Linked DNA regions of Anser cygnoides: region 2 is linked to region 1. Evidence: chromatin contacts called from public Hi-C data. All regions are on one chromosome and are shown on one strand. Each heading gives the region's core, a stretch centred on a gene start, on an enhancer-like site or on the middle of the called end of the contact. The rest is flanking DNA. Distances are from core to core; before and after follow the strand shown. Region 1 holds the start of PUM1 (pumilio RNA binding family member 1). Region 2 overlaps PUM1 (pumilio RNA binding family member 1).

What was found. Hi-C and Micro-C count contacts between places; a contact is called where the count stands out from the background.
Region 2: a contact with region 1 is called in a Hi-C map of liver, with 13 times the contacts expected there. The contact joins the enhancer-like site here to the promoter of PUM1 in region 1. A contact is called at or near these places in 2 of 7 Hi-C or Micro-C datasets (both in liver).

Annotation. Positions count from the first base shown.
Region 1 is chr24:1,948,624-1,955,960 of Taihu_goose_T2T_genome, forward strand. PUM1 (pumilio RNA binding family member 1) reads left to right here and starts at 2,960. Exons shown (of 22, transcript XM_048073085.2): 1 at 2,960-3,113; 2 at 5,738-6,111. The coding sequence starts at 5,749.
Region 2 is chr24:1,996,313-2,003,649 of Taihu_goose_T2T_genome, forward strand. PUM1 (pumilio RNA binding family member 1) reads left to right here. Exons shown (of 22, transcript XM_048073085.2): 10 at 1,302-1,453; 11 at 4,622-4,760; 12 at 6,355-6,498. Among named protein-coding and RNA genes, the nearest start is that of SDC3, 29 kb to the right of the region's middle. Within about 2 kb of position 3,574, at least 2 of the 3 cell types and tissues checked have open chromatin away from gene starts, as enhancers often do. A contact at or near this core is called in liver, where this site is marked.

The sequences.
Region 1 (7,337 bases), core at 1,710-4,209:
GCTTGTTACAAAAGTTCAACCACGCTTTGCAGGGGTGCCAAAGGAGAAGGGTGTGTGGCCAGATTTATTTCCCCTGGTGCCAAGACGGCAAGATTTTACTGTCGGTATCTCCCGTGGGGCTCCGCTACGCCATGGGGTTGGGCTTGCTCACACCGGTGTCATTTGGGGATGTTGCACCGGGCACCAGGACACGGCAGAATTGGGTTTAGGGCTCTACCAGCTGGAAGCTGGAGAATCAGTATGGGGTCACTGCACAGCGGTGCTTCTGACGGGCTGACTACACCACTGATGTGGTTTTCCTGCAGCAGGACAGTGCAGCTTTGCAGAATTAGCTGTGTCTTCATTAGGAACGCTTGCCAGAAGAACCTGCTGATGTTCCTATTCTGGTGAAGGGCTCAGAGAGCCTCGGGGTGGCCCGGCCTCGTGAACTTGTTGCGCAGGATCCACGCTGGCAGCAGTTCTTAGGGTGCTCAGGGCCCGTCAGGGCTTCGTGTCAGCAGAGCAGCCGGATCGGTGCTGCACGTTACACACCTGTACGGGCAATGTGCTCCTGCGGTAAATGGGGCTGAACCCAGCAAAGCTGGGCTGAATCTATTACAGCAGGATTTTGCCCTGCTTTAGGTTGAATAACCCACACCAGCACCAGCAGGAGAATGCTTTGGGAGGGTGTACAAGGCTCGGCTTTAGAAACAGCATCTGCAGTGAAAACCTTTTCTAACAGCTCTTTTTATCCCAAAAGTCGCCAATCGCACCCGGCCTGGGGTACTCAGAGCTCCCAGGCTGCAGCCACATTTCCCCGGGGTTTTGGGGTGGCCGGGATCAGGCCTCGTACCCCCGCGAGCCCTGCCTGGCGGCTGCACAGCGTGCACGGCTGGCAGAGGCAGCGTGGCAGCAGAGGGCTGGATGCCCGTCACCCCGGCAGCCATTCGGTGAGGAAATGGATACGAGCTACGCAGCCAGATCGCAGCTGGATCCGGCGCCAGTCGTGATAAACGGGGCTCAAACTAACTTCTTGTACCCGAAACCACCCCCCCTTGCTTCGACCCCCAAAAGCTCGCACTTTGGGGACGCGAAATCCCCAGCCGAGACGCCTGCAGCTTGAAGGACGCGGTTGCCTGACAGAGCCCTCTGAGAGCCGCAGCGGCTGCGATGTGCTGCTGTTTGTTTGCTTACTTTGTGCATGTGGCGGCATGCCCCGTGCCGCTTCCCCGCGCCGGCAGCTTCCTCCTGCCGCCGGCGTGGTTTGCTTGCCCGGCGAGGAGGGATGGAAATGATCCTTTTGAAGCATCAGGTGCAGGTGGCAAACTGCCCCAAAACGTACGAGGGGAAAGCCAAAATCGGGGACGGGGGTCGGAAGTAATACTGGGAGGTTTCAAATGAGCTGCCCCTTTAACATGGACGTGTTCTGGCAGAAACTACTGGTCCCAGGGTGCTGCGCTTTGTTTTAATGCCCAGACTGCAAGCCTGGCTGGGGAGGCAGCGATGCATGCCGGGGCGCGTAGTCTGCAGATTAGAGAAGGGGAGAGAGGGGAACAAAGGGAAAACATCCAAAAGCTGTGCCTGGCTTTTAGGGCTGGGCTTGTGAATGCACAGAACAAGAAAGCGTGCCTCTGGTGCACCTGCTCGTCTGTTTAATGCACCTCCAGTCTGGGGCTGCATGCCCTCCGGCTCTGTGAGGGCAGGCCCGGCACAAAGCCGATGTTTGTTGTTTGGGCAGGGTGAGCCCAGCTCACAGAGCTGGGGACGGGGGCTGCAGCTGCCCGCAGGCATTTCCACGGTGGAGCACGGGCCCACGGAGGGGCTCGGGGGGGTCTGAGGGGCTCCTGGCAGGGAGCACAGAAGGGCAGCGGGTGTGAAAAGCATAGTCCTGTGGCAGTCCTGTGAATAAACAAGAGTTTGTGTCAGTAACGCAGAGTTCAGCGCCACGCTGCCAGGGAAGGAGAGCTGAGGACTCCTTGTGCTGCCCAAACCTGGGAAAAGGCAAAGTTTAATGATTAAAGTACCCAGCTGGGAACTGGAGAGATCTGGCTCCTGTGACCACCTTGCCGTCCCGAACCAAACTCTGCACACACTTGATTTTACTGATCAGTTTCACCGAAAGCAAAGGACATAATATTCTTACAGTAGCAATTGTTGTCATGACCGTACTTGTAATAGAAATAATGAATGATTATACCTAGCAAGGAATTGCACCAGTGGTGGTAACACCTGAGCTAGCTCCAATCCAACACCGCTGTGCCCCCAGTAGCCCCCACCCAGGGCTGGGGCCTCCTTTGCTGTTGGTGCTTGAATGAGAAGCTTGGAACCAAGCGTGCGGGGGGCTGGGGACTGGTGGTAAAATTGAGAAAACACTGAAGTCTCTCAAACTGGGGCTTTGCTGGGAAATGCCAGACACTTCAGCACGGCGTCCATTCCGGGGTAGGAACAGATACCCCAGTGTATCGCACCGAGGCATCTGTCATGCGCTGTAGCACTTCTGTGTGGGACGGCCTGCTGATATGCCAGTGAAAGGTGTGTATATTTTAATAAATATGTGGGGATGAAGCGGGGGTGCGGGAGGGTGCCCCCACACGCTGCCTCTCCCATCCGGTGGGCCCAGAGCACGCAGCCGGTGCTTGGGACCCACTGTGGGTCGTCACTCAGGGACCGGGCTACCCCATATTTCTAGGTAGGTGGTGATCGTGAAGGTGTTTAGTGGACAGCGCGCACATTTTGGGGGAAAAAACGTGGAAAATGGCGTTGGGGAGCAGCGGGTGGCGAGGGCCCAGCGCAGGGAGCTCCAACAACCGGGACGCGGCGGCGCCGTGCGGGGCCGGCCGCCTTCCCCAGGCTGTGCGGGACCGTCCCCGGTCCCTGGCCGCCACCCCTAGGCCCACGGTCGCCATCCCCGGGCCTTGGTCGCCATCCCCGCGGCCCGGTCGCCGTCGCCGGGCGGCGCGGATCCGTCCCCGGGCCGCGGCCCCTCAGCCGGGGCCGGCCTCGCCTTCCCGGCATGCAGCGCGCCGCCCGTCCCCAGTGGGCCGCCATGTTGTCGGAGTGAAAGGCCGGGGGAGAGGCAGGCGGCGAGCGGCCTGGGGGGGGCCGAGATCCATCTTCATCCTACCGCTCCGCCCGTGAGTACCGGCACCGGAGCGGGCCCGCGGCGCGCCGCGAACCCCAGCGGAGCCGCCGGTGGGGCCATATTGGCGGGGGGGCCGGGCGGAGCGGCGCCAGGCCGCCCCGAAGGCGAGCGGTGGCGGCGGGGCGCCCTGCCCGGCTCTGCCGCTCGGCGCCTTGGCCGGGAGTCGGGGCCGGGCCCCTTTTGTTAGCGGGGAGCGGCCCCCGTCGGGGTGGGGGGCGTCGTTTTGGGGGGCGTTGTGGTTTTGGGGGGCGTTGTTTTGAGGGGGGGGGGCATTGTTTTGGGGGGCCTCGTCCCTCCCGGGGGGGGCCGCGGCCCCGCTTTGTTGGCTGGGGAGGAGCTGGGGGGGAGGGTTGGGGGGGGGAGTTAAGGGGGAATTGGGGGGAAATTGGGGGGATTGGGGGGGAAATGGGGAGCTTGGGGGGGGGTTGGAAGGAAGTGGGAAGGGTTTGGGGGGAAATTGGGGAGGTTTGGGGGGGAACTGGAAGGAATTGGGGGGCACTGGGGGGGCCTAACAGGCAGCGGGGACGAAGGGGAGGGAGCGAAAATCCAGACAATACTTTTTGGATGTGCTGGGTGACCCTGGGGGGGGTGTGTGTGTGTTTTTTTCGGTGCTTTTTTTTCTTTTTTGTCCCCTGCTTGTTTTTCTCGCTTTCTCCTAATCACAGTGTTGGGCCATTTTTAATTACACGCTTGCGATTTTTAACAGGAGATTCTTGTTTTTCGCCCCATCGGGAGAAATACTTGGTTTGTTGTTTTATTTTTTTTTGTTCTGTTTCGGTGCGTTTTTGTTGTTGTTTTTTTTGTTGTTGTTTTTTCTTTTGGTCAGTGTTTAATAACTTTGTTCTGAGCAGAGATTTTATTAGACAGATCATGAGTAAGGAATTTCCTTTATTAAGAGTGAGGGAGGTGGGGTAAGGGGTAGAATTTATCTTACGATGTTTTAATGGTGGCCGAAGCAGTTCGGCTGGCTATCGATTTACCCACTTCCTGCTGGGTCTCCCTAGGTCTTACGGAAAACACAAGCTTTAACGTTAAAAGTTCTTGTAGGCCACACAGCTCTCAAACAATGGGTAGGCAGCTTTCATTTCCAGCCTAACTTTCCAAAAAAAAAAAACAACCCCAAAAAACCCTGAAACCCTCTCACCTAGCCCGTGATTTAACTTCCTGAAGTGTGCGTCGGGTGCCGACGTGATTTTTTTAACGTTGCCTGGAGTTTTTGGAGGAGCGACGGGGTCTGAGCACAAAGCTGGGCTCGCTGCGGCTCAGAGCTGCCTGGCGAGGAGACGTCGCTGCTCGCGCTTAAAAACTTGCTTAGTGATGTCTGCGGAGTTCTGTTGCTTGTGGAGAGTCTCATAATCTAAACTATTTGCCTTGTAATGATAACACAGAGCAGCTTATTTACATACTATGTTTTTTTCCTAGGGAAAAGGAAAGCTGTCTGCTTCAAGTGCTTTGTAGCCGCGTTCTCTCAATCTCCAACTGTTCTGCCTTTGTTTGTAGATGTGTAACTTTTCACGGGGAGCTGTTTATGCAGGAGAGGTTTATTGCATATTTTTGTTAAGAGTTTGGAAGTGAAAAGGGTCCTGGTAGCCATTAGCTCTTTGCAGCACTAGGTCTTGTAGCTGCTGGGTAGCTAATGAATGTGCGTTGTGTAGGTGACTGAACATGTTTCTGATGCTCTGTGCGCTTTGAATGACAGTATTCAGCTGTCTGCTACATTTAACATGGCATTTCTATAAAAACACGTCTTGGAACTAAACTTGAACTACCCAGAATGCTCCTTTCCCCTTTGCTCCCTTTCAAAATGTCTCCTTTGCCAAGTTTTCTCTCGTGTTTAGAGCTGCCTCGTCTATATTCGACGAAAGAGGAAGCTGCTTGGAGTAGGAGTTGCCTGTGCAGAAATTCGTAGTACCTTTACCGGATCTTGTCTGAGATCGTCTGGAGGCTCAACCGATGTGATTTTTATAGCAGCGCAGTTCCTAACGAGCTGCGTGCAGATTAAACGGCCGAGGTAGCAGGGCAGCACCCGGAGCGTTTGGGGCCTCGTTAAGCACATAAGCAGAAATCCAGAATTTTAAGTTTGCATTTAAAAAAAAAAAAAAAAAAAAAACTTGCCAGGATACTTTGTGTGGCTGAATGAGCGCGTGGTGCTACGGTGGCACTCGTGCCTTGATTGAGGATCTGCCTTGTAATTTGCGAGGTGTAAACAAGTACGGCAGGCACTGGCGGTGCAGTTTGCGTGGCGCGGTGTTCTCGGGGATTTTTTTTCTGCCTAGTTTTCTGTGGCAGCGCTTTAGTCGGTGTTTTGTCCGTCGCATAAGGCGACGTGCTGGTTTCAGCATAATGGGCACCTTACATGAGTCTCACACGCGCTGACAACACCTGAGAGCGCAAGATGTGGGAGTTCTGGCTGCTGCGTGGTGTTACCTGGCGTTTGAGTTGCTAACAGAGCAACTAACTGTGTCGGAAGGAGCCGGACGTGGCCTCGTGGCGATTCCCCTCAGGTCCAAGAGGGCTGTGTTGCTGACCGTACGAAGCCGAAGCTGCGAGGATTTAATGTTCCCTTTCCCTTCTCCCTTTCTCTCTGTCTTCGCCTCCCTCCCCTTACCCCCGTAGGTGTTGGTGGAATGAGCGTTGCGTGCGTGTTGAAGAGAAAAGCAGTGCTCTGGCAGGACTCGTTCAGCCCCCACCTGAAACAGCACGCTCAAGATACAGCTAATCCCAACATGCCTGTTGTACTGACATCTGGAGCAGGGTCCCAGGCTCAGCCGCAGCCAGCTGCAAATCAGGCACTTGCGGCGGGGACGCACTCCAGTCCTGTTCCCGGATCCATAGGAGTCGCGGGCCGCTCCCAGGACGACGCTATGGTGGATTACTTCTTTCAGAGGCAGCATGGTGAGCAGCTTGGGGGAGGAGGAAGTGGCGGAGGCGGCTATAATAACAGCAAACATCGCTGGCCTACTGGGGATAACATTCATGCAGAACATCAGGTAAAAAAAAGTTAAATGTTTCCAAACCGAGCACGTGAACGCACCGGGCTTGTGATAGATGCTTTTAATGACTTTTTAAAAAAGCTTAAGTTTTTTTTTTTTGTGTGTGTGGTTGGAATTACAACAGCCCTACTTCTTGTTTTCTCTTTTCAGGATTGCAGTGCCTTGCTAGCTATAAACTGTTTCTGCTCTAGACGGTGTTGAAATCCCAATCCTCTCTCTGACAGTCAAATGCATGTTTGCAAAATTTATCATTCTCTGTATTGATTTTTTTCTTGTTTCTGTGTGTGTATGTGTGAACCAGTTTAGCAGCGACTGCTGCTGCTTCTCAGATCTGTTGCTGTAGTTAAATAATTCTTATGTAATGCTATTACAAAACTGCCAATGCATGTAGGTTGAGCTTTTACCATTCCCAATATCGAAAAACACAGTTCTGGAAGTTGCTCGCGGTGTGTGCTTGTCTGGTTTTCTTGCTTGTTTGTTCTGGGTTGTTTTTTTGTGCTCTAATTGGGAGGGGGAAGGTGCTACCAATGCGCTCAGCTGAGCTGAGAAGAGAACAGTGCTAAGAACATCGTGAAACAACAGCACTTGTACAGACCCGGCTAACTCAGGGGCTTAACGTTTCTGAAAGGGTGGTGGGCCAAAACATGCCTTAGTAGTAGTGTTTACTAGAAGTCTTCTCGGTAGTTGCATTGTCAGATGTGCTGTGACTTAAATGAGCGCGTGAGTCACTCTGGCTTGCCGACTGTGACCTGTAAGTAACTCGTCAAGTACAGCAGTGAGCTGAGGAGACGTGCTTCCTCTGCTAAGGGTGGCATGAGAGCAGAGCCGAGGTGTAAGCACATTTTTTAAAATGTATGATTCCCACAAATCCATTCAGAGCAGCAGACGCAAAGCTTTTGCAACCTTTATTAATATCTCCTGCCTCTAATTTTTAAAGTGAGAATGATCAAGCCCTTGTTCCTCTGCTGTGCCTCCCCGGGGGATGTGTTGTCATCCAGACCATTTAAAAGCAAACATTGCAGGGAATTTTGCAACCTCACTGAAGTCAGTGTGTACATCAATAGAGAAGAAAACCCAAGTGCCCTGTGAATTTCTTTTGTAAGAAAACCCATATAAAATGCTGCCGTCTGAAATAAGCAGCTGGAAGAATATTGTAGTTATTCCCTTCTGTGGAAGCACAGTGTTTAGTTAAGTTGTCCTTTTACAGGAGATAACTGTTGAAA
Region 2 (7,337 bases), core at 2,324-4,823, 48 kb after region 1:
CTAGCGTTTGGCATCTGATCTATGTTATCTGAATACAAGCAGGTTATAATCCATCGATTAACTACGTGTCTAGAGCTGCTCAGGTCAAGAAGGGCAGGGCTGGTGGGGTTAAATCTGTTCTCCTTCGTGGTGTCGTAGCGACTTGTAAGACACAACTAACAGTCGTACTGAAATGACTTAGAACTCTATTGCTAACTCTCTTAAAATAGAGTTTTTTACTTCATCTAAGAACATGTGTGGTTCAAATTCACTAAATACTTGTTTATCTACAGTGTTGAGCATGTGGCACAACCTTAAAAGGCTCCGCTGCTGTAAGGTGCTTTTACGGTGGGGAGGGAAGCTGCACAGCTCATGGGATAGGTGTTGCGCTTGAAAAGCTAAGGAAATACTTCTACTCTTCTGCTGACCTTTCCAAAAGATACAGAACAGGCATATTAAAAATATTATTCGATTTGCATAGGTGTTATTTGGTGGGAGGGACCCCGCTGCTCAGCGCCAAGGACTCGTTTCTTCTGCCATGTTACGCAGTTCTTCACCAGCCAGAATTGTTTAAGGATATGTTCTGCTGTTTTATTATCACAAAATTAAGGGTACAATGTCCTGAGGCTTGATAACTTTTGAAGATTCATTGTGTTTTACGTTTTCTCTGTTTTCCAAGATTATTATTATTGTTTTTTTAAAGTCACTTAAATGTAGCCAGCAGTTCAAGGAGGGTGCAATGTGGAAAGATACAGGATCTTCTGGGCTCTTTTATGGCTATTTGTGAGTGCAAGGTAGGACTTGGTGGCTAGAAGAATGACATTTTAGACACCTGTGAATTGATGCTATCTGGCTATGAAGAGGGATTTTTTTAAAAATTTATTTCTTGGAGATCTAATGATCGATGTTATTGAGCCGTGAGTGTCAGTTGAGATCAGGAGAGACTTGCACGTCTCTGTTGTGCTTAAACAAGTTTCCTTCTCTTTCTTGTTAGAGGTTAAAAAAAAGTTTTGGTGCTTCACTATATAATTAGGGTTCAACAATAAAAACGTGGAATTTCAGCAGGATCACTGGCAGCAGAATTGGACTTCATCCGATAAGGTAAAAGTGAGCAAAGATGAAATTTCAGGTCTGACTTGTAAGCTCTCTTAAAATGAATTATACAAATGGCAGAATGCCTTCGTATTTGCGAAGGGTTTAAAGCAGATCACCTTGAAATAGGATTTGTTAAACCAAGCATGATGTGCAGGTATTTCTGGTGACCGTTTGCTGTGTGGCGGTTGTGACACTACAGAAGCTCACTGATTCCCTTGGCGTTTTAGGCCCCGCGGTTGTCCCTCACCAGTACTATGGAGTTACGCCCTGGGGAGTTTATCCTGCCAGTCTCTTCCAGCAGCAAGCTGCTGCAGCTGCCGCTGCAACTAATTCGGCAAATCAGCAGACCACTCAGCAGACCCAGCAGGGCCAGCAACAGGTAAGTGGTCGGATGCTTTTGCACATCAAGACATTCGCAGCCATTTATTGGCAGACACCTTGGTGTAAACGTATGTTGTTGGTGTGCGAGCAGAAGTCATCACTGTACAGTCGATTTTCATGTTGAAGGCCCTGGAGAGGATGAAAATGCACGTCAAATACTAGCTGTCAGTAGGTGGTGTGCTCTCATCTTCAGGATGATGCTTCTTCCTTCAAGACTAGATTTAAAAGGGTCAAAATAACAGCAAAATGAATTAGTTTGGTATCTGTGCGAGGACTTGGAAACAAAAGTTGTGTGAAAAGAAAACACTGAACTTGCTATTTTTATAAGGCTAAGCCTACAGCTGTTATGCTTTAGTCACACAAAAATAGAAGAATTTAACACCTAAAAGGACAAAATTAAGGATTTTTTGTGTGTGATCTGTTGTTACCCTATAAGTATGATAGAGTTGAGTATTGAGGTAGGTGTGTGTTGTTTAAATGGCATTTACATTTCACAAAAACAGGCATTGAAGGGCTCACACAGGGAGCTGATGAAGGGACACTCCTGCTTACATGCTTTATAAATGGTGTGGTTGGTGGGGTTTGCACCATCCAACTGTTCTGTCTTAATCTCTTGGCAGTGGCAGAATATTGGCTTACACAGCTTGTATATTTTCCAACAGAAGAGTAAAAGAACACGTTTTTGTAATTTCTTGTCCGTTTTTGTTCTGAACTAGAAAAATCAACCTAGGTAAATCCTAATTTTTATCGAGTAAATCTTAATTTCAGTTAAGTAAAATAAGCATTTTAAATGTCTGGTATTTAATCATAGTTGTAACTCTGCAGAGGACACATGAATTTAGCAACCGCTGGAGGAAGAGGTGGAAAATGAGAGACTGCTATGAGAATACAGAACAATTGTATATATAAATATGAAAAGCTGAATTACTCTTTTATTAAAGAGAACTGTATGGGAGTGTAAATCATAGAACTATGGAATCATGGAATATCTCAGTTGGAAGGGACCTGCAAGAATCATCGCGTCCAATTCTCTGGGACCCCAAAGGACCACCCCCCCAAAAAAAAAGTCTAGTTGCTGTTTATATTGGCACTAAAAAACCCCAAACCTTCACACTAAATCAATGGTAAAAGTGTAATTATTGTTACTAAAGCTTTGTAGTCAACCCAAGTGCTAAAGGATTAGAGGCACTGTACTGTCACCGCGTTGGGCTGTGCTCCCATCAGACGCACTCGGATATATTCCACTTCTCCCCTTTCACGCCAAAGGAGGGTCTGCAGGGCAGGTGTCAGGAGCTGGACAGGGCTCCTGTTACTTGGCTGCCTCTGCTGCCCAGCTGGCTGGTGTTTGGTTAAAGCACTGGGCCTCCTGGAGCTGGCTTTACACAGTGTTATCAGCTGCTGTCCCACGGTAGTTCCTGCTTGGAAACAAAATGGATTCATTATCCGACCGAAAAGCGAGGAGAGTGCTGCGTAGTAACGCAGAGCCTTCGTTTCTGGCGCTTGTACTTTGGGGATTTCAGCCCTTGGAGAAGATAGCAATTGGTAACTGCATTTATTAGCTTCTGCTTCAAAAGAAAAAAAAAATCTAAAGCAAGAAAGCAGTTGTGTAGCATTATAAGGCCTTTTCAGATAATAAAAGCAGTGATGTTTTCACACCAATGATTCTGGACCGGTGACCAGAAGGAGAACACTTTGCTCCTGACAAAGTTAATCATCAAACCTCCCCACCTGGCAGGTCACTGACAGGAGCGCATTGAGCAGCCCTTCTGCACACATCCATGCAGCCAGGTAAATGGAGTTAAGAGTGTGGCACATCTATGCTTTGGCATTCAGACTGGGGGCCTTTCCCCTTTAAATAGGTATGTGCTAAGAGAGCTTCTGCAAAGGCTTAAGCTATTAAAACAATACATACCAATCATCAGTAGCCTTTATGATATTTTTCATTACTTTATAGCCACAGAGCAGGCGTGAGTGGGGATTGTGTGTGTTGTTTTTAATGCAGGCCTTCCCTCTGTAAGAAGATAAGTGGGTATTTTTGGATGGGATTCTTCAAAGAAGTGCTGAGGCACGTGTTTTAGAAACCTAGAATGATGATTATGGACAGTCGAGTTGTGATGCTTACGACGTCGTGCACAGGGGGGTGTATTTATAAAAACGCCAGCGTTTCACTTCTGCAGCACGTCGTCCATCACACGCGTTCTGCAGGGTGCCCATGCGCTGTGCCTGCTTACCGAGAGCTGCAGCTCGTTTCCAGCCTAGGAATTCTCCCAGGTTAAGAGTTCATGTTCAGGCTTTGACAGCGATAGCTGACTCTGGGATGTCTCCAAATCTATCAGCTTCAGTATGCTCTCCCAGCCTCTGTGCAGAGTAATTTTTCCTTTTAATAACTTTATCTGGTAACACGCATGATGTTAATTTCTGCAACAAGACGTGCTGAGTACCAAAGGACAGCTTTTTTTAATAAGCTGACCTCGCAAGTGGCTGCAGACTCTTGCATCACCACTGAGCAAAAGGCTTTTGCAAACAAAGCCTGTCGCAGGTAATTACAGGAAAGGTCAGTTTGCCGTCTTCCCTTCTGAGAGCAACATGTGCTTCAACCACAAGAGCTACATACACAAAGACGGTGTGTGATCTCTGGTCATTATTTCCAGTGAGTAAGTGTCGTGTCACTGGGTCACCGTTCTCTATGGTGGCTGGAAAAACCCATGTCACCTCGTGTCACCAGCCCACAGCTCCAAAGTCAGGCTTTTAAGGTTTCTGCTCAAGTGGGCTTTCAGCGGAGCTTTTCTGGCAGAGACCGAATGTTATCTGTAATGGGGCAGAGGCTCACAGACGCTTCTGACAGAGGATGAGTACTGGAGGTATGTCAAGAAATGAAAAAGGTCAGAAGATGAAGCTTTTCCAGCTTATGCTCAGGAAGCCTGAAAAAGGGTGTGTTACTTAAATCGGGACCTATGCAGTTACCCATGGTGATAATGTTAAAACGTTTTGATGGAGAAGGCAGGTTTTTTCCAAGTAAAGGGAAGCGTTTACTAGTTGTGACATAGCTGCTGCTGCGTGCAAGGACTTTAAGTAGGTTGCTGCTGGTGTTCTGCAAGTGTCTGGTTATCGTGGCTTACTCCTGGGGCTCGAACTAAACAGGCTGATTTTCCTCTGTTTTCTCCAGGTTCTCCGTGGAGGAGCCAGTCAGCGTCCTTTGACCCCAAATCAGAACCAGCAGGGACAGCAGACTGATCCGCTGGTGGCTGCTGCAGCCGTCAACTCTGCCCTTGCCTTTGGCCAAGGGCTGGCAGCAGGGATGCCAGGTAGGGAGCCCGAGGGGGCTGTGACTTCTCCGGTGCCCAGCGAGATCCGAGAAAATTACATTCTGAGTCTCTGCATGGTGTCATGTTTGCCTGGCGCTCAGCAGTGTTTTGTTTTTATTACAGTATTCGTAGGCTTTAATCTGTGGGTGTCCGAGGCGTTTTGGAGAGGCTGTTAGATGCGAGCAGAACTACCTGTGCCGCGGTTAAGTTAAAGCAGGGTTCAGGTCCCTGTGCCACAGATGAAACAAATGTTATCAACTGGATTGGTGTACTGGCGCGTTAGCTGCTTGTCTACCCAAAAGAATTGATGGCTCCTGTTGAAAGTTGTGTTCAGGTTTTTCTGGGGCTCATCCTAGCTTATGTGATCTTTATTTTAAGACCGCCGAGACACCTTAGTGCTGTTCATTAGCCTTGTCTCTCCAGCCCTGTCGGGTATTCGACTTTAACAGAATAAGGACTTCCCCTTCGTAATTTCTTCCAGACAAATACGAGTGGCTTAAAAAAAGAAAAGAGAAAGAGACAAAGGCAGGGGTTTGTTATAATTTATTGTTCTGCAAGAGAGAAGTGAGAGAAGCTGGCATATAAGCCTTAGCTCTGATCCATGAGGCTGTACAAATGCTAAGACATCGGTTACACAGGATGTGGTTGTAATGACCAAGGGCACACGTAAGTATTTTTTGAATAATGTGCAAGTATGTCCTGTTGGTCAAGTGCAATCAAACAGGATGATTTTGGCCTCAGATCTCCCCTCTAGAAGCGTCACATAGTTGCTTTGTGGTTTTTTTTTTTTATGGTTTAGGAAGAATGTTGCCATGTTAAGTTACAAAGCCAGTAGTAGCATATGTGCTTTCAAGTAATCTGTGAATTTTCTTAAATCTGCATTACTGGGGTGCTGGGGGCTGTAGTTTCAGAACAAGCATTCACAGAACAATTTCTGCTTTGTGACCTCACTTAGGAGAATGTCGTTTTTTCACGAATGTGTTTTTTTAAAAAAACTAAGATTCTGTAGCTGGGTACCTAAATTAACAGTTGTACTCTATAGAAAGTCTGCTGCTGTGTGTGTTGCCAGCATATTTAAGAGTATTCATAAATATTGAAGGATGCGTTATGATAAATATGTACCTTCAAAAAACACACCTTAGGTAAGTTTGGTGTCTTGTTTGCACGTGTGCACCCAGAGCCACTCCAGCATACAGCGGGAGAGTTGGAAGTGCGGTGTGCTCACATATGTGACAAGTGCCAGCACAGGCTGTACTTGTCAGGGGAAAGAAATAGTGCTGGAGTATTTTAAGACACTTTTTTTCTCTGGATAACCGAATTTACACAGAGGGTAATGTTAGTGTAGTAGTTTCAGGGGAAAAAATCTTCCCTAACTGAAAGACTTACTAAGGTAGAAAAGGAGGTATGAAAGTTGTGGAGTAATACAGGATATGACTGTTAATTAAACAATCGTGCTTAACAAGAATCAAAACTGTTGTTCTTTCTCTTTATCTGTTGTGATCTTCCTTTAAAAATGCTTCTGAACAGTCATTGTTAGATGGTAGCTGCGTGCTGTGCCGCTTGTTGCTGAGCTCTGTGCTGTGCCTTCCCCCAGGTTACCCGGTGCTGGCTCCTGCCGCCTACTACGACCAAACGGGTGCTCTCGTGGTGAACGCAGGAGCCAGGAATGGCCTGGGGGCCCCCGTGCGTCTCGTGGCCCCCGCACCGGTCATCATCAGCTCCTCTGCAGCGCAAGCAGGTGAGTCCCAGTCCGGCCAGGTGAAAATCTGCTCCTGCCTCGACCTGCGGGGAGCGGGAGCGAACCCCCCCGCCCTGTGCTGGCGATGATGATTCACTTGCCCTCACTGAGATCCAATGCAGGGATTGTTGCTGAGAACTTCCTCTGGACTCACTGTGGGCTGAGCCTTAAGAAATCCCCCTGAGAGGTAGCATAGCTTAAACTGTGTTATTTTGCAGGGTTTCATGACAGTTACTTAAATTGGTCTGCTGGCATCCAGTTTCCCACATAATGAAAGGCTTTAGCCTGTGTGGAACTCCCAGACGATCACCTTACTTGCATAAAATGTTATGTGCCTGGTCTTTGCCATGAGTTGTGTTGGATTTTATTAGGGTTCTTTTGGGAGTTCAAGGCTTTAAAAGGAATTTTTCAGCAGGAATCTGTGTGTGTAAGCAGTCCTTGCCAGTGCTGGTAACAGATTATGAAACGGGCTTTTTAATTGTTTCCTTGTAGCTCTTATTTTGCTTTTTCTTTAGAACTGGCTGGAAAACAAAAGTATTTGGTTTTGATGTCCTTAACACTGCAGGATTGGGTTTCATGCACCGAAGGACAATTCTGATTATTTCAAAACTTGTTTCTTGATTAGATATTACTGTGTGTGTGGCTGAATTGATTTGAATCTCAGTTTTTAGGAGAAAGGGAACTTTTTTTGATCTATGTAGCTCTAATAATACCAACAGCAGTAATAACAACTTTGCGTTGTTGTTGTTTGGTGTCTCTGTGCAGGACTTGTGGAGCATAGGTGTGAAGTACAGAGATGTTTACAGATTTTTGATGTGAAAGGGAGGTTTTCTTGCTGA